7 separate regions of the Mus musculus genome follow, and all the other regions are linked to region 1. The links are chromatin contacts, called in public HiCAR-type, HiChIP or PLAC-seq and promoter capture Hi-C maps. All regions are on one chromosome and are shown on one strand. The core of a region is the stretch at or near the end of the contact, and the rest is flanking DNA. Distances in the headings are between cores, read along the strand shown.

What was found. HiCAR-type assays count read pairs that join an accessible place to other places. HiChIP or PLAC-seq counts read pairs in DNA pulled down with a chosen protein or histone mark. Capture Hi-C pulls out chosen DNA fragments and counts their contacts.
Region 2: an H3K4me3 HiChIP or PLAC-seq map of forebrain shows a contact between it and region 1, with 4 times the contacts expected there. The contact joins the enhancer-like site here to the promoter of Ncoa3 in region 1. A contact is called at or near these places in 3 of 39 promoter capture datasets (hippocampal neurons, liver and pre-B cells), 5 of 115 datasets of contacts at active chromatin or transcription factors (astrocytes, differentiating embryonic stem cells, embryonic stem cells and 2 more) and 1 of 9 other capture datasets (liver).
Region 3: a contact with region 1 is called in an H3K27ac HiChIP or PLAC-seq map of microglia, with 10 times the contacts expected there. The contact joins the enhancer-like site here to the promoter of Ncoa3 in region 1. A contact is called at or near these places in 1 of 39 promoter capture datasets (pre-B cells), 4 of 115 datasets of contacts at active chromatin or transcription factors (astrocytes, large pre-B cells, memory CD8 T cells and 1 more) and 1 of 9 other capture datasets (liver).
Region 4: a HiCAR-type map of astrocytes shows a contact between it and region 1, with 4 times the contacts expected there. The contact joins the enhancer-like site here to the promoter of Ncoa3 in region 1. A contact is called at or near these places in 5 of 115 datasets of contacts at active chromatin or transcription factors (astrocytes, differentiating embryonic stem cells, embryonic stem cells and 2 more) and 1 of 9 other capture datasets (liver).
Region 5: a promoter capture Hi-C map of liver shows a contact between it and region 1, with 2.1 times the contacts expected there. The contact joins the promoter of Cse1l here to the promoter of Ncoa3 in region 1. A contact is called at or near these places in 1 of 39 promoter capture datasets (pre-B cells), 5 of 115 datasets of contacts at active chromatin or transcription factors (astrocytes, embryonic stem cells, extraembryonic endoderm stem cells and 2 more) and 2 of 9 other capture datasets (liver and pancreatic islet).
Region 6: an H3K4me3 HiChIP or PLAC-seq map of forebrain shows a contact between it and region 1, with 5 times the contacts expected there. The contact joins the enhancer-like site here to the promoter of Ncoa3 in region 1. A contact is called at or near these places in 7 of 115 datasets of contacts at active chromatin or transcription factors (astrocytes, bone marrow-derived macrophages, embryonic basal ganglia and 4 more) and 2 of 9 other capture datasets (embryonic stem cells and liver).
Region 7: a contact with region 1 is called in an H3K4me3 HiChIP or PLAC-seq map of bone marrow-derived macrophages, with 4 times the contacts expected there. The contact joins the enhancer-like site here to the promoter of Ncoa3 in region 1. A contact is called at or near these places in 1 of 39 promoter capture datasets (hippocampal neurons), 2 of 484 Hi-C or Micro-C datasets (cerebral cortex and cortical neurons), 11 of 115 datasets of contacts at active chromatin or transcription factors (VIP interneurons, astrocytes, bone marrow-derived macrophages and 8 more) and 1 of 9 other capture datasets (embryonic stem cells).

Annotation. Positions count from the first base shown.
Region 1 is chr2:165,990,304-165,994,362 of GRCm38.p6, reverse strand. It overlaps Ncoa3 (nuclear receptor coactivator 3), which reads right to left and starts at 1,726. Exons shown (of 23, transcript NM_008679.3): 1 at 1,605-1,726. It overlaps LOC115489489 (soluble scavenger receptor cysteine-rich domain-containing protein SSC5D-like), which reads left to right and starts at 582. Exons shown (of 2, transcript XM_030252296.1): 1 at 582-2,023. The coding sequence starts at 669. The coding sequence ends at 1,760.
Region 2 is chr2:166,689,788-166,693,489 of GRCm38.p6, reverse strand. All of the region lies in intron 1 of Prex1 (phosphatidylinositol-3,4,5-trisphosphate-dependent Rac exchange factor 1), which reads left to right. Among named protein-coding and RNA genes, the nearest start is that of Gm50596, 11 kb to the left of the region's middle. Within about 2 kb of position 1,684, at least 69 of the 459 cell types and tissues checked have an H3K27ac peak or open chromatin away from gene starts, as enhancers often do. A contact at or near this core is called in differentiating embryonic stem cells and forebrain, where this site is marked.
Region 3 is chr2:166,629,156-166,632,809 of GRCm38.p6, reverse strand. The region is part of intron 5 of Prex1 (phosphatidylinositol-3,4,5-trisphosphate-dependent Rac exchange factor 1); the gene reads left to right. Among named protein-coding and RNA genes, the nearest start is that of Gm29679, 66 kb to the right of the region's middle. Within about 2 kb of position 1,814, at least 109 of the 459 cell types and tissues checked have an H3K27ac peak or open chromatin away from gene starts, as enhancers often do. A contact at or near this core is called in memory CD8 T cells, microglia and pre-B cells, where this site is marked.
Region 4 is chr2:166,669,889-166,673,546 of GRCm38.p6, reverse strand. All of the region lies in intron 1 of Prex1 (phosphatidylinositol-3,4,5-trisphosphate-dependent Rac exchange factor 1), which reads left to right. Among named protein-coding and RNA genes, the nearest start is that of Gm50596, 31 kb to the left of the region's middle. Within about 2 kb of position 2,351, at least 58 of the 459 cell types and tissues checked have an H3K27ac peak or open chromatin away from gene starts, as enhancers often do. A contact at or near this core is called in astrocytes and thymic regulatory T cells, where this site is marked.
Region 5 is chr2:166,904,204-166,907,736 of GRCm38.p6, reverse strand. It overlaps Cse1l (chromosome segregation 1-like (S. cerevisiae)), which reads right to left and starts at 1,641. Exons shown (of 25, transcript NM_023565.3): 1 at 1,560-1,641. It overlaps Gm31204 (a long non-coding RNA gene), which reads left to right and starts at 443. Exons shown (of 3, transcript XR_866966.3): 1 at 443-2,158.
Region 6 is chr2:166,729,114-166,732,637 of GRCm38.p6, reverse strand. No RefSeq gene overlaps it. Among named protein-coding and RNA genes, the nearest start is that of Prex1, 17 kb to the right of the region's middle. Within about 2 kb of position 2,162, at least 136 of the 459 cell types and tissues checked have an H3K27ac peak or open chromatin away from gene starts, as enhancers often do. A contact at or near this core is called in astrocytes, bone marrow-derived macrophages, embryonic forebrain and 3 more, where this site is marked.
Region 7 is chr2:166,573,008-166,576,872 of GRCm38.p6, reverse strand. It overlaps Prex1 (phosphatidylinositol-3,4,5-trisphosphate-dependent Rac exchange factor 1), which reads left to right. Exons shown (of 40, transcript NM_177782.3): 31 at 168-209; 32 at 1,107-1,327; 33 at 2,653-2,752; 34 at 3,575-3,718; 35 at 3,820-3,865. Among named protein-coding and RNA genes, the nearest start is that of Gm29679, 10 kb to the right of the region's middle. Within about 2 kb of position 1,257, at least 22 of the 459 cell types and tissues checked have an H3K27ac peak or open chromatin away from gene starts, as enhancers often do. A contact at or near this core is called in bone marrow-derived macrophages, cerebral cortex and embryonic basal ganglia, where this site is marked.

The DNA.
Region 1 (4,059 bases), core at 477-2,976:
CTGGGGTTTGTTTCTAATGAAAATACTTTAGTCTTTAGTTCCAAAGCCAAACTTACTGCAAGAAATGCTAACAGTCATTGCCACAGACAGGGTTTCTAGTGGAAGAGATTCCTTTTTCAGTATTTTCAGACCTTTTCAGTTGGGTATCCGATGTGGAAAAAACCTATTCTGAATACTTGATAACCATTTAAGGTTTTAAAAGAACAAACGGCTCACAAACTCAGAGGTTTGCACTGCCCTGTTAGTCCACAGCCGTATCTGCTGAAGATCTGAATGCATGCACCCTTAGCTCCAGCAACTCATTTCTGCAACAACCTGCAGGAACAAATGCTGAGGCTTTGGCGCAGCAGAGATCTGTCAACCAAGCCGAGGGTCCCCGACATTTAAATCTCAGTCCAGAAACCCTGATACAGGACCTCTCATCTTATTCGTCCACCTAGCCCTTCAGCAGACAGGGGACTGACTCGCCTTCCTGGTTTTTAACCTCACAAGCTTAATTACAAAAACAAGTTGGCTTTGAAGCGCTACTCAGAAACTGCAACCAAAAAAAAAAAAAAAGGAAGTCTTCGCATTTGGGAGGGGGAAAAAGTTTCTCGACTTAAAGACACTTTCCAACCTTCCAGTGTCATACAGTGTGGAGTCCTAGGCTCCTGCTCCGCGGGCCTACGATGCTCTGGCCTCTCCGAGCTGCTCTCCTGCTTAACTTTTCCACCCTAGCCACCCTCAAGCTGCCTAGGGAAGTAGCACTGCCTCCCACTTCATTTAAACTACTGCAAACAGAATCAATGAACGAACCTAGACTGGGAATTTCAGAAGATGAAAGCGACCTCGATGATAGCCGACACAAGACGGCAGAGCCCCTATCCACGCCGCACAGAGAGGGAGAGACCCCACACTCATCCCATACAGACGGCCGACCCTGCATCCACGCTACACACACCTCGGACTCCTCATCCGCCAAGCATCCACCCTGGAGACATCGCGGACCCCGCATCCACCCGGTCCTCGCCCCGCACAGACCGCAGACCTTGCACTCACCCCTCGCACCTCCACTCACCCGGCACACACCAGCACACACCTCGCACACCGCACTCAGCTCCCTCGCCCAGCATCCACCCTGCAGACCCCCACACGCAGCCTGCATCCACCCCACACACCTGGCGGACTCCGGGGCCACCCAACACACCTGGCACAACCCGCAGACCCCCACATCCATGCCACACACCCCGCACACGCCACAGACCCCACTCTCACCCCGCACACACCCCGCGGGCACCGCACACTCCGTGTCCGCCGCGCCCGCTCGCAGCGGAGCCGCAGCTTCGGCCGGAGGAGCCGCCCGTGTCCGCTCCGCCGGGCGGCGCCGGCGGGAAGAGGAGACTCGGCTGAGCTTCTCCGACCCGAGATTCGGCGGGGGGAGCCCCAGCGGCAAGCAGAGGCCGCGGCCGCGAACTCCTCGCGACCCTGCACGGGCCCCGGAGCCCAGCGCCGCCCGCGCGATCCCTGTCGCCTGCGCCGCGCGTTACTGGCGACCCCAGGACCCCCGCCTCAGGCCATGCCGCCGGCCTCGCCCGCCGCTCGCCACTGCCTTTCTCTCCACTCACCGCTCGCCGCCATCTTCCCCAACGCTGTTCTCGATCGGAAACTCACAGCTCAGCCCCGGCCGCCGACACCGACTCCGCCGAGGCCGCCGCCGGCGCTCTGAGGAGCTGAGGCAGCCGCCGCTGAAGCCGCGGCGCGGGGGCCGCCGGGATTTGTAGTCCCGCGGCCACGCCCAGCACTACGGGTCCCAGGGGGCCGTGCGCGAGGCAGGGGGCGTGGCCGCGAGGCCTGGGTTCCCCTCAGCTCACCCAGCCGCTGGAGGTGAAGAGGACGTTCTGGGTTCGTTTTCCCGTTTGCCTGTCTCCATCCTGGAATTCCTGACTTCAATGGAGTGTTCATTGTGCGCCAAGCACCGTCCCACAAGACCAGTAGCTGAGGGGGCGTTGTCCTTACTTTTCAGAGGAGCAAACTGAGGCCCGAGGTCAGGAGCCCTGCTAAGTCACTGACTTGAAAAGGTTTCGGGCCTTGCGGTGATGGCACACGCCTTTAATCCCAGCACTCAGGAGGCAGAGGCAGGCGGATTTCTGAGTTCGAGGCCAGCCTGATCTACAAAGTGAGTTCCAGGACAGCCAGGGCTATACAGAAACCCTGTCTCGAAGGAAAAAAAAAGGTTTTGGCTCACAAGGTGTTGGTCCTCAGGTTTGGTCTCTGCGTATTGTGATTTAAACCAGAGAACAGCTTGCTTTACAGTGGGAATTACTGAGAGACAGCACCTTAACCAAGAACATCTTAAACTCGGTGCCACCAAAGGTGACTCAAACTGTCACGCCATGTCCCCGATAGGATGCAGTGCAGAAAGCAGAAAACTACCAAGTTAAGTGACCTGAATCTAACGGAATAGGAAAATAAATAAATAAATAATTTTTTAAAAAATTAAAGCGCAGAATGTGCAGCATTCTACAGAACCAGCCTCTCCTCCAAGAAAACCGATGGTAGCAAGTGAAGGCAATCCCAGTGACCCCATGGCTCCGGGGCAGAAACAGAAGAAACAAAAACTCAAAGTCCTCCTTCAAAGCAGGGATTTAAAGCCAAGTTGGGGATGGGGGTGAGGGGAGTCTGACCAAAATAAATAAGGCCAAAGTTAAATTCAATAAATGTAGGCCAGGCTAGACTCCAGTTTAGAAACCTGGCTGCCTCTGCCTCCCTAGTGCTGGATTAAAGGCATGCACTAGCAACCCCGGTTTATGGATAGTTCTTAGGTAAAAAGAACTTGTAAAGGAATTTGGAGTTAATGGGAAAAAATAGAGGACGTCTTGGGACACAACTGTATAAAATGTCTTCAGTGTGAATAAGACTAACCCTATCCTGAGGTTCTGCTGTCACCTCAAGGATTTCCCACCTGCACTACTTTACTGTTCTGCAAGTGTCCACTGTTTACCCTTGGAGTTATTCCCACAGCAGCCAAGTCCCAAACCTGGTGTGGTGGTGCACACCCTTAATCCCTGTACTCAGAAGGCAGAGGCAAGTGGATCTCTGAGTTCCAGGCCATCCAGGGCTACATAGAGAAATCTAATCTTAAAACTAAAAATAGTAATAATAATTCTAAATGTAACAAAAGTACATTAAAATAAATAATTACTGATTCAAGCACAGTACTGTACTAAAATTTTATCCATATTCAGACATATACATAATCTTTATATATGTATATGTTGAGAGCATAACAGATATGAACAGTAAAAAAATAATTCAATTGTTTCAGTAAAAGATCCAAAAAGAAGGCAGACATGCCGCTGCTTTGGGTGGGGTAAGCAGGTGACCCTGCAACAGCATCTGGCCGGTGCTAGAGCCAAAATTTAAAGTAGCTGATTGACTTGCTCAGGTAGATAATCAGCGAAGATGCTGCCTTCATCCTTCATCCTTCCCTGTTTGCCCAGACCACTCCTCCATGAAGGGATTGACTTGTGTCCCTTCTTCGAATTAGGCTTGGTTCTAAGACTGTTGCCCCAAGGAAACACAAGTCACAGGCCTAGAGCTTGAGAATGCTGCCAGCTCCTACTTCCTCCTTCCTGGCCCCAACTCTAGCTCTATGAGAATCCAGAGGGAAAGGAAGCACCAGTTGACAGAGGCTGAGGTCCCAGGCAAGACCCAACAGCAGCTGCCAGCCCTGCACACAGCCTTCTTGTACGTCCCTGTCCTTTGAGGGCCCCAGTGCTTACATCACCAACAAGATTAGCACCAGAGCTAGGCCTGGTAGGACACACCTGTAATCCTTCCATTTAGGAGGTAAAAGGACAAAGGTTATCCTCCACTATGTCTGAAATCCCAGGCCAGCCTACACATGGTATCCTGCAATCCCAGGACTCAGGAGGCTGAGGCAACAGGATTGTCAAGAGGACGGGGCCAGGCATGCAGGGCCACCCAATAAGAGCCTACTGGAAGGAAGAAAGATGGAGGGAGAAAGGGAGGAAGAGAGAAAAACTAGTTCAAATTCCAAAAAGGAATGTATTCTACTGG
Region 2 (3,702 bases), core at 435-2,934, 700 kb before region 1:
CCCTAGTCTGTGTTTTTGAAACAGTAGTCACCAGCAAGAGCTGTCTGTCTGTCAGGATTCTTTGTGACAAGTGACAGAAAAACCCACCCCAACAGCCTCCAGTAAGAACAAGAACTGGCAGCTAGCAAGATGGCTAAGCAGGTAAGGGTGATCACTACCAAGCCTGATGACTTGAGTTGATTTCTTGGACCTATGTGTTGGGAGGAGAGAACTGATTGCTGCAAGTGTGTGCACACATGTATACACACACTCACCCACACACACTCTCTAAATACAGTTAAAAATATTAAAAACAGGGCGTAGTGGCTAGCCTGGTATACATAGTGAGTTCCAGGATAGCCAGGGCTACATAGAACCTGTCTCATACAAACAAGCAAGCAACAAACAAACATATAAACAGCAGCAGCAGCAGCAACAAAAACCAGGAACAGAGAGGCCTGGGTTACAAGAGAGTCCATCATGTCCTGGGTGGGCTCCGATTTGCTATCACAGGCCCTGTGCCCATGTCTGATCCTTCACTGAGACTCGGGGCGGGACTTCCCTGCACCCATTGGAGGTGGGGGGGAGGGGTGGTTCCTAGAAAGAAGACCCCAGAGCATTGGGACCATAAAGGGACGGATGCTGGATGCTGGGTGGACTGTTTCTTCTCTCAGCTGGGGCTTCTTCCCTTGCCTCTCCTTTGCCTTCTCGCCACCCGCCTGCTTGCTTTAAAAACCACAGTCACACTGCCTCTTCCCCTGCTGTTCTAGCTCTTTCCACCGATCTCCTAAGAGCACCGGTGGTTACAGGTCTGAAGTGCTGTGCTTCGAGCACAGTGGCCTTCCCAGGAACTAAGTGGGAAGGTGTTCTCCAGTCACTTCGTTGTAAGAGAAAGGTTTTGTTTGTAACCTGTCCAGGCTCACACCAGCTGTGTGTTTGCATCTGCAAATGGTGGGAATTCTTGGGTCAGAGGATGAAGTGTGGAGCCAGGCTTCCAGTGCTGGGCCCAGCCTGAGCTCACAGCTAGTGTTTGTGGAGCGAACCAGCAAAACCAGCAGGGGCTTGGAGCCCGCTCCAGGTCTGCTGAGGCGTCTGGGCCTGAGGTCAGCCCCAGTGGGAAGCATCCTGTTCTGCTGTGCCCTCCCCTCCCCACACAGGGAGATCTGAATGAACAGAACCCAGAATGTTCCGGCAGCGCTGGCTCCCGCAGCAAGTGACAAAGGCATCTTTGTCCGGTCCCGGGTGTGAAATCATTCCACAGGGGGGATAGTGTAGGCTCTGGAGTCAGCTTGCCAGGGAGGGAGGGGCTGGGCTAAGGTGTCCCCATCCCATGCCCGTTCCTGTAATGGGGTAGCGTTTCCCCTACCTACTCTCACTTTCATCTGGGCCAGAATGCTTTTTTGTCCCCTTGCCCTAGGAGGAGAAGATAGGTCCTAAGTCTTTGAACAGTCTAGAGAAGTGCTCACCCACTGAACTACCCCCTCCTTGCAGTGCCCCATCCCTTTATTTCGTGAGAGAGTCTTTCGGGGTAGCCCAGGCTGGCCTCAAATGAACAGACTCAGGTTTGCAAGCCTGTGTCCCAGTACCCAGCCAGTATGCTCCAGACTCCGCAGATCTTGTGGGCTGAGAACGATGCGGGGCTGCCATTCTGCTGAGAAGGCGCGTGTCAACGTCAACCTTCTGTCCTTTATACCACAGTGTGCACAGCAGCTGTGAAACCAGGCTGGCATGGCTGCAGGGGACAGGCAGGGGACAGGCAGAGCGGCAGAGTGTTAAAATAGCTTGGCGGTGACTTTAACACCCTTGGCTCAGTTCCCTTGGGAATCTCTCAAGGGGGAAGAAAAAAAGCCCGTGGGTGCGCAGGGGAGATGCTCAATGGGTAAGAGCGCTTGCTTTGAAAGTGGGAGGCCCTGAGTTTGAATCCCCTATACTCATGTGAGAAGCTACACAGGGTTAGAGGTGGGGCCAGAGGGAGGCACATTCCAAGAGCTTGCTGGCCAGCCTGCCTAGCTGAAATGGTGAGTGTCTGGTTCAGGAGAGACCCTGCCTCAGAGCACCGAGGTGGAGGAGAGTGAGGGAAGATACCAGAGGCCCTGATCTGTCTTCTGCATGCGCACTTATTGGTGCACACACGTACACACTCACACACTCACACACACACACACACACACACACACACACACACACACTCACATATACATGTGCACACACACATGCGCACACACAGTGCATATGAAAGATGTAAAGCTGTGGAGATTTTTTTCCAGCTGCATTTCTAATGACACAGTAAAATGATAACCAACAGGTAAACCGCAGAGGTGGGCATTAGCAAATAGCTTGTTAGACCATCAAGCGTGCTTTGCAAAGAATGTTCTTGACCTCTGACCTCTCTGTGGATAGGAAGGCAGCTAGAGTAAGTGAGAAAGGCAATCCCAGTGTTTAGGGGGAAAACAACAACAACAACAACAACTACTACTACTACTACTACTACTACTACTACTACTACTACTACTACTACTAAACAATAATAGCACAGAAGCTGGGCTTAATGTAATCCTGGCAAAGGAGGCAAAGGCAGGAGGATCAGGCAGGCTTTCAAAGTCGTCCTCATCTACATAGCATATTTGAGTCCAGCCTGGGCTACATTGGATTCTATCTTAAATAGAAGAGGAAGAAGGAAAAGGGGAAAAAAAAAAGCACTAAAAGGCTCTTTGGGTGGGCATGTCAGTTGGCTTTCTGTTGTGGTGACAAAGCATCCGAGAACGTCAGTTCATGGTATTTGAGGTCTCGGACTTGGGGTTGGTCCAGTCACCTGTGATAAGGCAGTACGCCACGGCTGTGGGAACAGGTCCATGAGACCCGCTCACCTCAGGGCTGCGTCCCCAATATCCATGAAGTAGTATCTCTCCAGAGAGCTGGCTTCCTTTCCGCAGGCCATGCCTCCTAACGGTTCTGCCACTTCTGGGTAGCATCCAGGATGGTGACCCAGGCTTTGGGGGTGGGGGTGGGGGTGGGGGTGGGGGTGGAGGGACACTTGAGATCTAACTTACTGTCTGTGGTGGCACGGGCGGGTCATTCAGGAACTGGAGCTGGGGCACCAGGCATGTGAGCTCAAGGACAGCTCTTAGAAAAGAACACCCTCATCACAGAGAAAACTACTGCAGGGCACCAGGCTGCCCACCACAGGGGGCCTCAGGCAGAGAATGGGGAGAGATACTTTGTATATTTTGGTGCATTGCTGCCTTAGTTATAATTAACAGATTTGCAAATGAATGCAGAATACATTAATAATAACTCAAGCTGTATCATACATACTGTAGTCTGTGCATACCAGGCTCTTCTTTGAAATGAGGCAGGCTGGGATTTTCTGCACTGCTGTTTGGTACACATGTGTTGGTAGGTAGTGTGCAGGACGCCCCCTGGGCCCTCTGTGAGCCCCTAGTCTTGTGGGGTCAGGGACAGAGAAGACAATTGCATTATAATTGTTGTATGCGGGGATCAAGGTTGTCCTCACCCTGTGGCCGCCTCTGCCTGGTGTTTTCCATTGCTCTCTCTCATCCCTTCCCTGTACCCAGTGTGGCCCTTTGTACTGCTGGCCCTGACAGATCCCAACACAGCGCAGCTCTGTTTTTGGCCCCACTCTGCTGGGATGTTGCTGCCTAGGGAGGTCCCTTCCCTGACCATCCTGCCCGTGTGTTGATAGGAGTTGGTCCATTGGGTCCT
Region 3 (3,654 bases), core at 565-3,064, 640 kb before region 1:
TGAGATCTGGGTCAGGTGCTCTGCCCCTGAACCTATTACTTTTTACTCAGACTTGAGCCTTAAGCCAGTTACTGAAACCCATATGCCACAGCCCCAAGGAGGGACAGACAGGCTGGCACCAAAACCTGGGCTCTGCTGGCGGGGCATGGGATGACTAGGAAAGCCACCCATGCACCTGCTGTCACCTTCCCTGCTAGCCACCTTGGCCTGGTCTTGCCCGAGCGGTCCAGGGCAGCTCTGACCCTTGACAGCTTCATCCTCAGCTTCAGAACCGACAGGCAGGCAGGTCCCAGGCTGCGTGGATGGCCCTGTCCCCATCTGCTGCTTGGTTCTGTTTTCCCAGACTTTACGAATGGTGGCTGTTGGCTAGTGCCAACCCTGACTCTGTCCCGACGCCTGTCTGATGGCTGGCTTGTGGGGCTTCCTGCCGGCAGGCTAATCTAACTGACTGCCCATGCCTCGTTCTTGAACCTGCTCGCAGGGGCTACTTCTGTCTTTGTTCCATGAACTGCAGGGAGGGTAAGGATGGTGCTGAGGGAAATCTCAAGGTGAATGACCCTGAGCATCTGAGCTGACAGCATCCTGGAGCTGTCAGCACTGCTGGGGTCATGGTTCTTCTGTGTGTGTGGACACCGGAGGCCAATCTTGGGTGTATGTATTCTTCAGAGCCATCTATCTGTCTTTGAGATAGAGCGCCTTAGTGGGACCTGGACCTTAGCCTGCCTGGCTGTGGAGCTCCAGGAGCCTGCCTTCCTGTCTCTGTTTCCCCAGCACAGTGCTTACAAGCGTGTGTCACCACACCTGGCCTTTGTGTGAGTGCAGAGGTCCCAGCTTGCATCCTGAGGTCGGACCCTTTTTCTTCCACAGCAGGACTGAGCCGTCTCTCCAGCCCACGCAGCGTGCTGTGCTAACACATGAAGCTGTGGGAGTGGGGCTCAGCTCTCCCTGTGTTTCCTCCGGCCATGGCCGCTTGGACCTCTGAGGGACTCCCCAGGAAGCTCAGCTGCATCCTCCTGTGACTTCAGTGAGGGCCCGGGCAGTGGACAGACTGGGCTCTGAAGCTGCAGGCGGATCTGGCCATGGAGCCTGAGCTGTCCCTTGGAGGTGGTGCCCCTTGGTCTGTCCCCTACCCTTTTGTTTTGCATTCACACTAGTCCTTAGTTCTCAGAAAGACACAGGTTGTGGGGTTTAGAGAGAGATTGGGGAGACCAGGGCCAGATCCAGCAAGTAGTTTGCTCTTGTAACTCATGAGCTGAGAACTTGTGCTTTTGCAAAGCTTTGAAACAGAGGGGAAAAAAAAACCCTCAACCTCCCACCCCTAAGGCAAACCAAAGCGAGCAGGAGGATGTGCTGCTGATGGCAAGCCTGGCTGCCCACTCTCTGGCCCTGTCGAGCACCTCGATGGTCCTGTGTTGGTGCTGGGCTTGGTAGTCCATGGCTGCCCACCCCTCAGTGGTCCTGCCTTAGGGCTGGGCTTGGTAGTCCACGGCTGCCTGTGTGAGCGAGAGTTGCAGCTGTGCAGTTTATTAGTGCCAGCTCTTGAGTCAGTCATGCCACTCCTTATGCCTCAGTTTCTCCTTTGTAGTGCAGAGCTTGTAACCATGGTGCTTCTCAGTTTGTTATGCAGTGAGGGCACACCCCTGCAGTGTAGTCAGGAGGGTGGGCGAGGCCTTAGGGACACAGAGAAGGGACATAAATGGCTGTGCCAGAGCACATGAGCTGCTGCTGCTGCTGCTCAGTCCCATTCTAGAGTCTTATCCCTGGCTCTGAAATCAGGGGTAAGAAGCAGCAGGCCCGGGAGCTCAGCTGCCCCCATGCTTGGGGGTGAAGTTTGTAGGGCTCGTCAGTTCCCTAAACGAGGCCTGAGAGGCTTCATGGCTCAGTGGTGTGTCCGGTTTTCTGGGTTATAAACCTTGATCATCTGACCCTTGAGAAAGAACCCTTATTTGCAGCCCCAGAGCTGAGCCGAACTGCTAACCCTTTGGTTTCTGGGTCCTGACCAAGTCCGGGGTCACAGGAGCTTGCAATGAAGCAGGTTTATTGATACATATCAGTAACCCAGGTGGGAAGACCTGTGTGGCTTCAGAGCTTGGTGGACCTGGGGCCTGTTCCTTTTTCTCTAGAGCCTGGGGTTTAGTCCCATAGGGCTCTTGCCCCAGGAAGATGGAGGCAGCTGGGGCAAACCGCTGGCTGCTTCTGCAGGAAGCACCCACAGGAAGTGGTGGAGGTCTGGCCTTGCCCTCTTGACAGCTGTGCACACTGCTGCTCTCTCTTCTGCATGTATCGGGAGCTTGGGGACTGCTGGGGACCAGCCAGCAGGGCCCGAGATTCCTGTGGAGACATGCACACTCCCTGACAGACAACTGCTCAGTGTCCCCCGCCTTGGCTCCTGCCACTGGAACATTTGCATCAGCAAGCAGCAGGGCTGAGGGCCCTTTACACCCTCCTGGGAGGCCTGCTTTGCTCACAGTTTCCAGGGCTTTCTAAAAGATGACCCTGCGAGCGCAGCAGCTGACTCCAACCCCAGCCCGTCCCCTCAGATGGCAAACATGTACCCGCAGATGTCCTCCGTTTTGTGAGGCCCCTTGTTCCCGCTGAACTCCCGGTGGTACAGGCTGCAGGGTTGGGGAGCCTGGGGTGGGAGAAGAGTAGGCAAGAGTGAAAGCCTTTTGGGAACAGCCCCCAAAGCTGAACTTGAACACTGCCTAAGAATAGCCGGAACGTTCTATTTTGGCTCTTCAGCCCGGGCTCAGGATAGACAGTTGGCATTTTCAAGCTTTATTGAGTTTTCCGTCAATGTTTCCAGGGAGATGATTCAGAGTTGGGGTGACGACGCCTTGATATGTAGCAAGCTGGTCCCTAATGGGAACCCAGCCTGACACTGGACCTTTTGATTGTCTGCCGATGGTACCCGACCCTTGCTGTGGCTCTGTCCTGACCTGGCTGCTGACATAGCCTTGGATCCACAGCTGGAGTAACAGACTCCAGCCTGAGCCTTCTGAGTCTCCCACTGATGGATCTATAAGGATCTTGGTGTCATGGGTCTTATCCCTGTGTGTCTGGCTTTTGTCACTTGTGGCCTGGGTTTATACTTTCTATCCCTTTTCATGACTGAGTAGTATTCCCCTGTGAGCTGGGCTGTACCTTACTGTTCATTCATTGACTGGTGGACATTTAGGAGCAACACTGCTATGATCATCCACAGCTCTTAACAACCCACCCCCACCCCGGTCTCCCTGCATGCTGGCTCTCATCTTCCCAAGAATGGCTCCCCTCCTATCCTACCTTCTGTCTCCATTCCAGGAATCAACACTTCATGCTGGTGGTCTCTCAGGCCAAGCCTTGTGTTATCTATGTCCCCCAACTTGCTCTCCCTCCATTTCAGTTGGTGAAGAAGTCCTGTTGACTTCCCCATGGAGCCTGCCCAGGGCTGGCTGCTTGCTAAGCCTGCCCTCTGCCTTGCCCGAGGCTGTTTCCAGTTCCATCAGGTTTCCTTGCTTTCACCCCAGCCTCTGCCTCAGCCCCTGGCCCTCCTACCCTGAAAGTATCCCCCTGTGTTCTCATACAGTGCCTTCGATGGGAGTGTGCCCAGATCACCCCTTCCAGGGCTTCATTCTGCTTTTGCCTTCTTTTAGCCTTGTGACTTCTTTTAGT
Region 4 (3,658 bases), core at 1,102-3,601, 680 kb before region 1:
AGCATTGTGGGTGACTGGGGAGGGCTGACTGGTAGACTAGCCAGGAGAGGTTGTGTGATCCTGGGCAGGCCACTTTATTGTTTCTTCATGGCCTGGAAGCTCTCGATGGCCCTGTGAACATAGGCAGAATCGTCATTGTCATCATCAACATCAGCACCACCATCATCAGCATCAGTGTCAGTATCACCGTCCACAACATTAGCATCGGCAGCAGCAGCAGCATCACCAACATCACCGTCATCGTCACCACCATCACCACCACCACCACCACTACCACTACCACGAGTCACAGCATCATTCACGCAGCCCTGCTGAGTGGAGCAGAGTGGGCCTGGAGCTTATTGTCCCAGAGTGGAGTGGGTGAAGGAGCAGTTCCATGAGATTTGTAGGTGTGGACCCTTACCCATGCTGAATGGGTGGGCACAGCTGGACCTCACTCCCTAAAGACCCCATTTAGTCCTTGGCTGGTGGCTTTCTGTGTAAGGGACTGATGACCGTCCAGACCAGACAGGCTAAAACAGAGGGGACTTGGTATCCCTGAAGCCAGAACGTGAGCCACGGGTGCAGTTGATCTGGGGGTGCTCGGTGGTTCCGGGGGGCAGTATTAGGTGCCTCACCTGGAGGAAGGAGAGAAGTGGGTGATGAAAGGTAGGGTGGCCTCTGTCATAGCCAGGCTGGGGCTTCTGGGACCTAGGAGTTCTTTGGGTTCAGTCCCTGGGGTTGCAGCTGAGATTCCAGAGGACGCTTGACGGTGGCTTTCATGATGTTTCTGTGGGTGGACTTGCGTCACAGCCTGACACGTGCCCTGTGCCCTGAAGCAAGCTCTTTGGGCTCCGGTGTTAGGTTCTTGGCTCCCAGAGACTTTCCCACGACGACTCAGATGCAGGAGGTTGATCAAAAGTTCTGTTTGGGTTCTTCTCCTCTGGTGCTGCTGGCTTCAGGTGTGTCTGCCATCAAGTCTGTGGAGGTCTGAGAGGGGGCATCCCTCCCTCCCTACCCTCAAAAAAGAAAACCCACCGTTTCTACTTTTTTTATTTGGCCTGGATTTTTTTTTTTTAAATGGCATCACTAATTTTTGAAAACAAAGAAAATAAACCACAACCGTATTTCCTGTCCCCAGCATCTGGTGGCCACTTGTCATCTGTGATGTTTGGGGAAAAAGATGTGTTTTGATCATTCTTCAAAATCGGACTGTAGCAGTGTAGCCGTGTACCATTAGGTGATGATAGCCTTGCCGGGCCTTTCTCATTTCTAAAACATTTTGCAAGTAGCTCTCTCCAGGGGCCTCTTCAGATCTTCCCCCAGATTCCAGACCTGCCTGTAAGATTCCTTATAATTACAGATTTTACAATTTGTTTTCCTGTGAGGTAGAGTCTCTAGCCCAGGCTGGCTTCAGGCTTGCCATATGTGTGGACCTTGAACAGCCGACATTTCTGCTGTATCTGCTTGCTTTTGGGCAAGCACCCTTTTCACTGAGGCAAATCCCTCAGCCCCATCCCCTTTCAAGGTTAGTCTTTCTCTGTCTGTCTCTGTTTTTTGAGACAGCGTTTCTCTGTGTAGCTCTTGGTGGCCCGGCATTTGCTCTGTAGACCAGGCTGGCCTCAAACTCATAGACCCACCTGCCTCTGCCTCCCAAATGCTGGGGTTAAAGGAGAGCTTGCCTCTGCCTCCCCGCTCCCCCGCCCCCTCCCCAGCCTGCAGTTTGTTCTCTTGTATAAATTTGTAATCTGGAGCAGCAGGAAGAGGATGTGGCTAGAAGGGGCAAGGCCTGTGGATGGCAGTGATGGCTGCCAGCTGCCCTCAGGCACCCTTGCTTTTTTAGGACATTCTTTGGACCCACTTTGCGTCTCCTGTTTTATTTTCAGGCTTTTTTGATGCGCGCGCGCGTGTGTGTGTGTGTGTGTGTGTGTGTGTGTGCGCGCGCGTGCACAAACATGAGTGTGCACATACACATGTATGTGCATGCACGTGGAGGCCAGAGGGTGAACTCGGTGTCAAACTGTTTTGCTTTCATGTGTTGGATGGAGCCAGGGTTTTCTCCATCAACCCTGAGTTCTCTCTCTCCTTCCCTTCTGTGGGATTGAACTCAGGCTGTCAGGCCTGGCAGTCAGTGCCTTTACCTGCTGAGCCACCTCACTGGTCCTTCAAACACGTGTGAAATAAAAACCATTGCCAAGTGTAGACCCAGATCCCTGGACACACAGAACTGGCTGTCACTGGATTGGCAGACGGATGATGTTCACAGGGTTCTGAATAGCAGGGGGCGGGGCTTAGGAGTCGGTAGGGAAGGTAGGGACATGGGGGTCTGTCTCCAGGGTGAGCAGGAAGGAGGAATGTGCTCAGACGCTCAGATGGTGCCACTGCCGTCCATCACCATGGTGAGGAAGGAGGCCATGGGAACGGCCTCCTGCCAGTGCTGTGCAGCGTTTCCTGAGCATTTCTGGACCCCAGTGAGGCCTCAGAGGCCAACTGCATCCAGGACTCAGTTCACCACTGAGGTTTAATGAGTCTGTGTGGGAGAGGGGTTAGGAAGGCTCAGGGTCAGTGAGCTGCTTTTCTACCCCTCACCTGTCAAATTCCCTGCCCCATCTTCCTCTTCTCCCTCCTTCACACCTCCCTCCCTCCTTCACACCTCCCTCCATCCCTCCTTCACACCTCCCTCCCTCCCTCCTTCACACCTCCCTCCATCCCTCCTTCACACCTCCCTCCCTCCCTCCCTCCATCCCTCCCTCTTTCACACCTCCCTCCCTCCCTCCTTCACACCTCCCTCCCTCCCTCCCTCTTTCACACCTCCTCCTCCCTCCCTCCCTCCCTCCTTCCCTCCCTCCCTCCCTTCCTCCCTCCTTTCCTCCCTCCCTTGCACCACCTCTCTGCCAGACCTTCATCATTTGTCACACCTTGGGCCCCAGGTACTGAGGGCTTTGCAGGAGGACTCTACTTCCAGGGCACTTAGAGTATAGTTTTGGGTGGTCATTGCTCATTGGTCCTTGCAAAGGGTCTCTGACCCTGCCACCTCTAGTGTGGCCCCACACCCCTCCCACGGGGAATTTCTTTCAAGCCTCTGTTCCTGGGTCTCACCTGGTCCCTCCCCTTTCTCCGTTTGGAGCAGCCCTGTCCCCAGGGCCCCTTAGTCCCAACTGCTCCAGCACCTGTCCTCTCTGATCTCTCTCTCTCTCCCCCTCCCTCTCCCCCTCCCTCTCTCTCTCTTTCTCTCTCTCTCTCTCTCTCTCTCTCTCTCTCTCTCTCCACAGCTCTGTCTATCCTCAGAAAGCTTCATCTTTCCTATTCTAACCCTGGACTCTGGCCTTTTTTGCTGATGTACTAGATCTAAAACGTCAGACGATGGGCCAGGGAGATGGCACACGAGTCAAAGCATTTACTGTGCAAACATGAGGACCTTCGGTTCAAAGCCCAAGGACCCAACGCCAGCCAGATGAAGGAGTGTCTGCGAACCCAGCACTCTTACTGGGGGATGAGAGGTAGAGGCAGGAGAAGCTCTGGAAGCTGGGGGACGGGGCAGCAAACCTGGCATCAGCAACAGCAAAACAGCCAAGAGGCCTGCCTCAAATAGAGTGGAGAGTGAGGACTCACACCTGAGGTTGTGTGCCTGCACGCACGAGGGTCATTGTCCAGTGAGAAGGAGTTGGTTGGTGAACTT
Region 5 (3,533 bases), core at 392-2,891, 910 kb before region 1:
CTCTGTCACGACCTGAAATACCTGAACTCACTCACGGACTCCTCCAATTAGAACGTGAGCTCCCTAAAGAGAGACACCTTGTCCACTTGTGATTCTTCACTATATTCCCAGGGTTTCATAGAATGAGATATTAAACAAATAAGGCAATAAATCAATTCCACAGTTAAAAGCACTGCTCTCTCAACCAATTCCTGTCTAGAGACTGGCTTCCCAAAGCCCAACTAGAACACCAAACAGCCAGAGGGGAGAAAATTCCTTTGCACAAATGGAAAAGTGAAGAAGAGTTGAGTGTGGTAGCCTACACTTGTAGAAAGATAACGCTCTAAGTCTAGCCTGGGCTATGAAAGACCCTTTATCCAAAATAAATAGATAGACAGACAGACAGATACCTTCCATGTCTTCATAAAATAACAGAGCATTCACCATGTGGCTCTCATACATGGGACCCAGCAATAAAAAGTTATCCTTAAAGATAACTCAGAGCAGATGAGAACCGTGAGAAACAAGCAGTAGTTACTACATATAAGGTCAATGCTACAGGACACATAAACGTGGGTGATGTGGCCATCGCAGTGAGAACTGAGAACTCCTCCCTAAGAAGGGAACTTGAAAGGCAGGGAGGGAGGCAGCCCCGCCAAGATCTGAGGTCAGCTGCTTCTAACATCACGAAAGCTGGGGACTTAGCATACAGGACGGGACTATGAATACTTAAAAGAGCCGGTCATGGAGGCGACAGTGCTTATGGAGAGACGAATGGCCATGGTCAGCAGTTCAGGCGAGCCCTCTGGGAAACACAGCCTGCAGTCAGCGGAACCTTCAAGCCACTTAACCGAATATGCAAGTGAAGAATCGTAAGTTTGAGGAGAGGGTAAAAATGCCATTTCAGTGGAAGAGATTGTTCAACACGTGAGGGAGCACGGTTTCCACGCCCAGCATCACCTAATTATTTAAAAACTAGGAAATTCGTAGAGAGGCAAGGACTAGCTCTGAATTACACTCCTAGGGAAAGACGGAGTGTGCGTGGGGACAGATTATCTAACTGGAAAGCCGGCGAGCCCCAGGCAGGGGAACACCATTCGCCTGTAGGTTCCTTAGGTCCTAGGGACACGAACGTCACAGCCAGCTGAAACCCGAGGGCCAAGTCCACTCTGGCGGAGGCCAAAGCCCCGCGAAGTCAGAGTGGGCGATCTCCGGCCTCTTTTAGAACCAGGGACCCAGACCGGCTCGGCCAGGTCAGGCCTCGGCGCGGAACAGCGCTCACGCTGCGGGCCCCGGCGCGCCGAGAACGGACGCGCGGGCTTGACCAATCCGCGGACGCCTACGCGGCGGCGCGACCAATCCCAGCAACGCTGGAAGGGAAGGGGCGGGAGCTCGAGAAGCTCGCGTGAGGCCGAGCCCCAAGCTGCCCCAGCTTCCCGGAGCGGTCAGGCCCGACCCAGAGGCGGCGTGCGGGGAAGACCAGGCGCGCGTCCTCGGGCTGAGGCCCAGATCCACCTCCCAGCGATCGGCCCCTCCCTCAGCCGCGTCCCCGCGGCCACCCTGCTCGCTCCATGCCTCACCTCGTGGGGACGCCGAGACCGAGGAGGGAATCCCAAGCGAGAGCTGCAGCCGACACTACCCCACTCCAGCCGCTGCTCCGCCTCACATTCAAACCCTGGCAAAATGGCGCGGCGGCTAAGGTGGCGGCCACTGCGCATGTGCGAGTGAGACCGGGACGCGGGGTGGAGCCAGGAATGCTTTGGCCCCACCCCGGCTGCGAGGGCCAATCGGAACCATTGCTCGGGTCTGCGGTGACGTCACAAGAGACCGTGCCTTTTGACGCAGGCTTCTGTTTTGGGTTTCTTTCCTCAGACCCTAGCAGGTTCTGCGAGTGGCTCCTAGTGGCTTCTAACTGTTGGATGGAACGTGCTCGTTCACGCCTGAGCGAAGGGACAGAGCAGAGCGTCTGTTCTAGGACAAATAGAATAAACGAATGAGTAAGAATTTCAAGCTAGGGGATAGCACGCTTGGTTAAGCAAGTGATAGCTGCGCAAGGAAGAAGACGGGAGTTCGAATCCCCAGCACCCACATAAAAGCCAGCCTGACTACAATTCCGTACCTGGGGAGGCAGACACAGGAAGATCGCTGGGGCTTACTGGCCGGCCTGTCTAGCTAATTGGTGAGCTTCTGTTTCCATAAGAGATCCAGCCTTGAAAACTAAGAGAGCAATGGATGAAGACACCCACATTCATTCACTCACACACACATGATTTCAGAAGCTGAAGGCGATGGCTCATGCTTGTTACCACTTGGCACTTGGGAGGCAGAAGCAAGACAATCGCCATTTATTTAAGCCCAGCATGGTCTACACAGAGGCCAGGCATAGCTACACAGTGAGATCCTTTCTCAAAAAAAAATTTTTTTTTTCAGACGACGATGTAGTTGGTGGCAACTTAAAGGTAACTGGGATGTTCATTTGACCCTTGAACAAGAGAAATCTTATCTTTTCAAAAGCCAGGAGACAGTTGTGTGACTGTACGCCTCGCAAGCAAAGAAAGGTGAAGGTCTAGAAGCAGGTTTTTGATCAAGACTGAAGCCTAGTGTTCTGTAGTAAGACCGGGCTGAAGAAGCCAGCTTAGCTTGCCTTCTCTGTTCCTCTCTGCTACAAGCTTACCCCACTTTACTGCACTGATATGTGTTCCTTCCTGTCTCTGGGTCCAGGAGTAGCTGGCTCACTTTGCGTTTTAGCCAGTAAAGGACAGGCTGCCTAGCTTGCCATGAATTCCAGGTCACAAACACTCATTTTCATAATCGATACTTCATGGGAACGCTTACCCTCAAAAGCATGCATTGTTTATGTAAGGTTCTCATTAAACTGTTTTTTTTTTTAAGATTTATTTATTTGTTATATGTAAGTACACTGTAGCTGTCTTCAGACACTCCAGAAGAGGGCATCAGATTTCATTACGGATGGTTGTGAGCCACCATGTGGTTGCTGGGATTTGAACTCAGGACCTTCAGAAGAGCAGCCGGTGCTCTTAACCACTGAGCCATCTCGCCAGCCCTAAACTGGGTTTTCTGTATCTTACCTGGTTGGCTTGACTTCATTCTATCATCCTGAGTTAATTTATGTAACAGGAGGGGTGCGTGGGTGCCATGGTAGCTGTGTGAGGTCAGGTCTCACCAGCTTGTGGGTCCCAGGGATTGAACCCTGGCCCTCAGTCTTGGCAGCAAGTGCTTCTACCCTCAGCCCTCCTCCTCATGCTGTCTGCAAGGCGTGTGAGTTTCTTGTGTTTCTTCTACACAAGAGCTTAAGTCTTACTGCTCTTCTTTATAGCCGTGCCTCCAACACTCAGCACACCCCAGCTGCTCAGTAAAGATGTTCTGGGGTTTTTTGTTTGATTGGTTTGGTTTGCTTATGACTTCTCGAGACAGGGTTTTTCTGTGTAGCTGTCGCTGTCCTGGAAGACAGAGCTGTAGACTAGGCTGGTCTCGAACTCACAGAGATCTGGTTGACTCCATCTCCCAAATGTTGGGATTAAAGATGTGCCACT
Region 6 (3,524 bases), core at 913-3,412, 740 kb before region 1:
CTGGGATGGCAGGCACATGCCATCAGGTCCAGCCTTTCCTCTTTACAGCTTGCCTCTAGGTTGGAGAGGTCTCACCGAAAAGCCCAGCTGTCCACAGCATGAATACAACAAGGGCTCAATGGGGCTCCAGGTGCCCTTTGTAGTGTGCTCCTGGCAGGGCATGAGATTGGAGGGTGGCTGGAGGAGCATTCATGTGTGCCTTGGTTTTGCCTTGTCATGGACCCTTGGAGTCCTTTACTGTCATACTACTGCTAGGCCCCTTGGGCTGATGAGGAACTGAGAAGTGACCTCACAGCCCCTGTGAGGTCATCCCTCTCCTCCAGGGAAAGGAGGGATGGAATAGGAGGGGAGTTAAGTAACGTGCACATGAAACAACCCTAGCCAGACTTCGACTCCTACATCTACCTGGTCCTGAAGCCAGACGCTCACTGAGATGGGCCAATCTATGCCTCTCTCTGCTGGTCCTGGCTTGAGTTGCGTTTTTGGCATCTCATCGTTAGGATGTTAGACTATTACAGGCGCTCAGCAGAAAGACGCCTGCATATGGACTACCAAGGAGTCAAGGTTGACCTTGACTGTATCTTCCCAGAGGATGATGGGCCTTCTTAAGATCAGGCAGGCGTGGGAGGCAACCGTCCACTCATTTATCCAACACACACTTGTTAAGCACTCTGCTGGTTAGTATTCCATTCCTGTAATGGAGTAATAGAGACAGAGTGATTTATAAGCAACAGACGGTGCTGGTGTCTAGAGAGGACCTCCTTGCTGTGCCATCCCAGGGCAGGAGAGCAAGAGAGGGCTGTATGTGCCTTATGTCAGTGTTTGTGTGTGGGTTTATGTGGAGGCTTAAGGTTAACATTGTCTTCCATCTTATTTCCTTGTCTATCTGTGTGTGATGGTTTGTATATGCCTGGCCCAGGGAGTGGCACTATTAGGAGGTGTGGCCTTGCTGGAGTAGGTGTGGCCTTTTTGGAGTAGGTGCGTGTGGGACCCTACTGCTAGCTGCCTGGAAGTGAGTATTCTGCTAGCAGCTTTCAGATGAAGATGTAGACCTTTCAGTTCCTCCTACACCATGCCTGCCTGGATGCTGCTATGTTTCCATCTTGATAATAATGGAGTGAACCTCTGAACCTGTAAGCCAATCCCAATTAAATGTTGTCTTTATAAGAGTTGCCTTGGTCATGGTGTCTGTTCACAGCAGTAACACCCTAACTAAGACACTGTGTGTGTGTTTCTGTCACATGTGAGTAGAAACCAGAGAGGTCAGAAGAAGGCAATGGATCCCCTGGAGCTGGCATTGCAGGTGGGTGTGGCATTGCAGGTGGGTGTGGCATTGCAGGTGGGTGTGGCATTGCAGGTGGGTGTGGCATTGCAGGTGGGTGTGGCATTGCAGGTGGGTGTGGCCTGCCTGACTTGGATGCTGGGAACTAAGCTCAGGTCTTCTGCAAGATCAGCAAGTGCTCTGAACCTCACAGCCATCCCTCCAGGCTCTACCACCTTATGTTTTGAGACAGCATCTCTCCTTGAACTTGGGATTCACTGGTCCAGCCAGGTGAGCTGGTCAGAAAACTCTAGGGCCCCCCCCCCCATGTCTCCACTCACAAAACTCTAGGGTTATAAATGTACACGGCCACGCCTGGCTTTTCACATCGGTGTCAGGGATCCTGGGTCAGGACCTCAGACAGCATCCCTGAGCCATCTCTCCATCCCTCTTATTTTTTTATTTGTTGGTTTATTTGTATTTTGGAGACAAAGTAGCTTTGAACTCCTTACGCAGCTAAGGATGACCTTGGACGCCAGAGTCGCCTGCCTTCACTTCCTGGGTGTGCTGGGATTACAGGCCTGTGCTACCACAGGCCATTGAACTTTTATGACAAATCCAGCCTGTGGTCTAAGTCCCTCCCACAAGAACATCATCAGTGCCTGCATGAGCACAGGATCTTCTGGAACCGACCTCCTCTTACAGACGTTGTCAAGGCCCTAGGGATAAAGATTCCAGCACAAGGCGTTTGGGGGACACACACAAAGTCAGCAGGTCCCTTCAGCACAGAACAGGCCAGGTTCTGTGCTGGGGCTCAAATGTAGCAGTAGACAGAAACCCCTGCCGCATTTACTCAGCGGAGTAAATGCCCAGGAGACATCTGCTCCATTACCATGACAATCACCATCCCCATTTACACACGCAGGAACACAGGCCCCAGACATGAAGTCACACAGCCAGCCAGAGGCCAAGTGCTGATCTGACTTCTGATTTCACAATTTCCAAGTCAGCTGTGTCTGCCACATCAGGCTGGAGAGCGAAAACACGGCCACGTGGAAATGACCTCACGTTTCTCCTGCTGCTCCTCAAAGAGAAGCGAGCGAGGAGTTGACGGAAAGGAGTCAGCTTGGATTGTGTCTGCAGAGAACTCCAGCAGCACACACCAGGGCACTGTGTGGTCCACAGAGGGGAGAGCTGACTCACAGGTCGTAGCAGTTTCTGAGCTGGGCTTCAGGATCAGATTAATGAAGGACTTTCTGGAGGGAGGGGACCAGTGGCAGGCGTTGGAGGGAAGGAAATTGTGGATAGGAAAGCGTAACATGGCTGCTTGAGTCGCTGTATAGCCCCACATCCTCTGCCAGACACAAAATCTCCCTCTCCTTCTTTATTTATTGGATGCTGATGGCATAGGGAAGGAAGTCTGGTTAGCAAGACTTGACAGCTTTTGTAGTTGCAGCTGAAGTCATTAGCCCCGCACCAGCAGCACCCGGACCTCCCGGTTCACAGGCAGGAGATATATACACACACAAGGATGTAGTAAAAAAAACAAAAAAATGCTCGCAGCAAGAGCTGTGACTCATTCTCATTTCTGCTGGGACAAATGAAAAGGCCAGGAGTCAGGGATGGATTCATCACTCGCAGCAGTCTGCTTCAGAGAACTCAGCCCCCCTGTGGCTGTCCTTCTTCACTAGGTGGGGGGATTTGGAAAGCAAAGCCTTCTGTTGATGTCTGGGGGGGTGATTGGGGGGGGGAGAGTGGGTAGTCTCCACGGAGCATGGAGACTTGTTGTTCTGGTTATGCCCAGGTTACCTGCTAGGATGTTCACTGGAACCACTTCTAAATGAGAGCCATTCACTCACTCTCTCTCTCACTCACTCACTCATTCATTCATTCATTCAATGATGGATTAAAGTGTGTTGGGTTCTGTGTAGTTATTCCCTGTGTAAGTAAGAAAAAAAAAAGTTTACTAGGAGCCAAGACCAGAAAAAGGTGGTCTCCATAAAGATTTAAAGAGAGGGAGATCTCTCTCTCTCCCTCCCTCTCCCTCCCTCTTTCCCTCCCTCCCTCTCTCCCTCCCTCTGCTCTGCTTACAACTTAGCAACCACAGCTGGGACATTGTTTTTGTGAATAAAGCTTTATTGGAAACCTGCCATGCTCATTCATTTCCAATCGTCCTTGACACAACAGAGCTAAGTTGTGGAGCAGGGACTGCAGAGCCATGAAATAAGAATTGTCTGGGGGATGGAGGAGGGGATAGGGGGCT
Region 7 (3,865 bases), core at 8-2,507, 580 kb before region 1:
GGTAGGGGCTCCATCTCTGATGTTCAGGGGCTCTGGAACTTACCCAGCATGCATTGAGCACAGCTCAAGCATCTGTGAGGGGCCAGAGCCCGGGTGCTGTAGGCACTGGCTTGCCCCGCTTCTGCCATCTCTGCTCACCCCTCCTCCTCTCTCCTCCCTCCTTTCAGATGGAAAGAACCAGCTGCTTCTGGCTCTGCTCAAGTGCACAGGTAGGAATGGGGCTGTGAAGGGGTCCCTGGGAGACACAGTGGGTGCTGTGGCCACAGGCTGGGGTGATGTCCCTCTGCTGGCCAACAGCATCTCAATGGGGCCCTCAGCATCTGCACTGGGGAGGCAGCCTTTTCTCCCAGTCTCGCCGAGAACTTCTCACCTTTTCCTCTGGGGCCAGGCAGAGGACTAGACTCAGGTCCTGGGGAACATGAGCCCTGTTTAGTGCTACCTGTTAGGCCTGGTGGGTGTTGGCAGGGGGACTGGTGGAAGACGGAGGGTGAGGAACATGGGCTCTGAGCTAGTAGAGCGGAGCCTGGAAATAATAGAGGATGTAACTGCAGGATACCTTCATGTGTGTGCGTGTGCGTGTAGTATGTGTGTCCATGCACACACATGCATGTGCACATGTAGACTTGAGTATGCATATGTGCATGTGTGGATGTGCCTACTCTTTATACAGATTACCAACTGCCTGGCTTGACCAGTTGGGGCAGGACTTGGGGGAGGTGAGGCAGGGGGAAGTGTTCCTGGGACCCATCTTGAATATGCAGCTTAGTACTGCTAGGATTCGTGTGGCCAAGGCTGAGAGGTCCCGTGATTCACTGTAGGGCAGTGGGGCAGGGTTTGGGCGTATGTCCGCCTCGGGAAGAGCCACACATTCGATTCTCCAAGAAGCAGGCACTTGGGCAGTGGGAGAGTGAGACTTGGGGCAGATCTGTCTTCTTTTGAAGAATTTATTTTTCTGCAACTGGCTTTTGGCAACCTATTTGCCCCTTCAGAGTTCTCCACAGGCCCCCGTGGGCATGGCAGGTCCAGGGTTCGGGTGTTGAGGGTGGAGATGCTGCCAGTCCGCACAGCACCACTTACCCAGAGCGCCCCCCCCCCCCCCCCCACAGACACGGAGCTGCAGCTGCGCAGGGATGCTGTCTTCTGTCAGGCTCTGGTGGCCGCCGTGTGCACTTTCTCGGAGCAGCTGCTGGCCGCCCTTGACTACCGCTACAACAACAACGGCGAGTATGAAGAGAGCAGCAGAGATGCCAGCCGCAAGTGGCTGGAGCAGGTGGCGGCTACAGGTGTCCTGCTGCACTGGCAGTCTCTGCTGGCACCAGCCTCCGTGGTAAGCGGCTGAGGTCATTGGCAGCACGGGAGAGAGTGCTGTGGCTACTCTCTGCTCCCAGTTACCCAGGGGTTCATGTGGCAGTGATTTGCTGAGCATTTGCTTTTAGGTTTTGGAGTTCGTGGATGAACAAAAGTCCCTGTGCTCTGTGGTGTCCTGGGGAAGAGAGACAGACAGAAAAGACCCATGGTTCTGAGCCGCAAGCGGGTGTCTCGTGGCAGTCTGGGCTGGCAGCTGAGGAATCCAGGGAGGGGAGAGAATATTACTTGCATCTAGTGCAAGTGTAGAGGGCAGGAGGGCTGGCTCGTTACCCAGTAGCAGTTCCATTATGTGTGGTTCCAGAGGCTATCTCAGGCCGCCCACGGGCAGCACAGCCCTAGATCGCCCCCTGCTGGCCACTGGTGAGCACTGCTGCCGGTCTTCAGAGATCTGCCTCTGGCCCCACTCCACAGCAGCCCTCTAACCTCTAAGGATGGAATACCAGATCCAGCTCATTCACTGATGTCACCAGCACCGAGCTGGCCACTGGGTCTACAGCTTATTTCCTAGAGAAGTAGACTGACAGGGGAGACAGCCCAAAGGCCTTGGAGTCTCTCTGGGGGGAGTAGCCAGACTTTCTGGGTGGTGACTTTTGATTTATGATATCTGTCAGCCAATAGGAAGGTCTGAGGAAAAGTATGCAGAGGGACAGCACGGGCAGAGGCCCTGGGCAGAGGCCCGTGTGGCCAGTGGGGACAGGCAGGGAAAGCAAGGTTAGTGGGATGGTCTGCAGGCAGAAAGTGACTCGGAAGCTGAAGGGCAGGGGACTCCTGTGATCTGGGCTAAGTTTTAAAAGAAAGCGTGTAACCTTGGAGAGAGGCGGTTAGGGGACTAAATGGAGAAAGAACCCTCTGAGGTGTCCTGGTGAGAACAGCTGCAACTAGAGTTGGGTGTTGGCCGGGAGGCTGGACGGAGGCAGACTGTGTCCAGGCAGTCGTAGCTGCTGGATGGGGTAAGACGACCAGGAGCGGACGGCCTTGAGAAAGGGATACAGAGCAGGTCTAGGGGGCTTAAGAGAGGAAGTGCAGATGCTCATGGAGTTGGCTGCATTTTGGATGGTACCGGGTGTGGCTTTACTGGGGCCACACAGCAAGGCAGAGCAGAAGTGACTTCTGACCCCTATGGGGTACAGGGCAGGTGGTGGGATGAACCATGATGTCACCTGTAGAGCCACACCCAAGACACCCACAGGCCTCCCAGCCCCGTAGGTGCAAAGCATGGCATCTCCAGGGCAGCCCAGGACAGGGTGGCATCTGAGTCTCCCTTACCACCGCCTCTTCCCGCAGAAGGAGGAACGGACCATGCTGGAGGACATCTGGGTGACGCTGTCGGAGCTGGACAATGTCACCTTCTCCTTTAAGCAGCTGGATGAGAATTCTGTGGCCAGTGAGTAAGCCCTCCCTTCCTGCCCCGAGTCGAGCTGCTCAGAGCCACGCTGGCTCTCCTCCGCTGCCAGGCCAGCAGCCCAAGTGGACCAGTCTCCAGTGCTTCAAGCCTCACGGCCCAACCCGAGACTCAGAGTCAGTCTTTGGGGAGCACATAGAAAAAGGAGGGGGGTGTATCAGCTACTTCTCTGGCTGTTACAACAAATTACTTGGCAAAGTCTTCAGCTGACAGCAGCTACCTGTGTGAAGGTTCAGGGGGAAGCAGTGATTGATTAGTGATGCCTGCCTGGTAAAAGGTGTGGGCTCTGAGTCATGTTTGTCGGCCACAATTCTTCCTTATGGATGCTGATAAGCTACAGAGCCTGGCTTTTTTTTTTTTTTTTTTTTTTTTAAACAGCTTTTGCTCTGAGCTGTCAGGCAAGAGAGTCACAGGACAAGGTCGGGGAGGTTGAAGACACTACGGCCAGCTCTCAGGGCAGGGACAGTGTTAGGGCCAAGACTAAAGCAGTGGGGAGCCAGAGGCTGTGGGTGCCAGTGAAAGGGGAGGTCATCACAGGCAAGTCTGGAGGCTGTATAGGGCGGTTCAAAGCTAAGCACGGAGGGGAGGGGAGGGGGAGGGGCTTGACGCTGCCCCTCTGCGATATTAGGGCAGGGAAGCCTCAGATGTCAAACATAGAAATTCCAGCATGCCACCTGGAGGCTGGGAAGACAAGAGGAGAGTCTGAGGCTACCCCTGTGGGTCAGGAGGGCTGGAAGTATAAGGTTTTCCCTCTGGAGTGCCACTCTGGCCTCTTTAGTGAGCCACCCTGCTTTGCCTCCACAGACACCAATGTCTTCTACCACATCGAGGGCAGTAGGCAGGCACTGAAGGTAGTCTTCTACCTCGATGGCTTCCACTTCTCCAGGCTGCCCTCTCGCCTAGAGGGTGGGGCCAGCCTCAGGCTGCACACGGTGCTCTTCACAAAAGGTGAGCAGCCAGGCTGAGGGACCTGGCAGGGAAAGGGGCAGAGGCAAGACCACTGAGCGCCCTAGGGCCCAGCACCTACCCTCCTGTGCCTTCCCTCACAGCACTGGAGAGCGTGGAAGGGCCCCCGCCCCCTGGAAACCAGGCAGC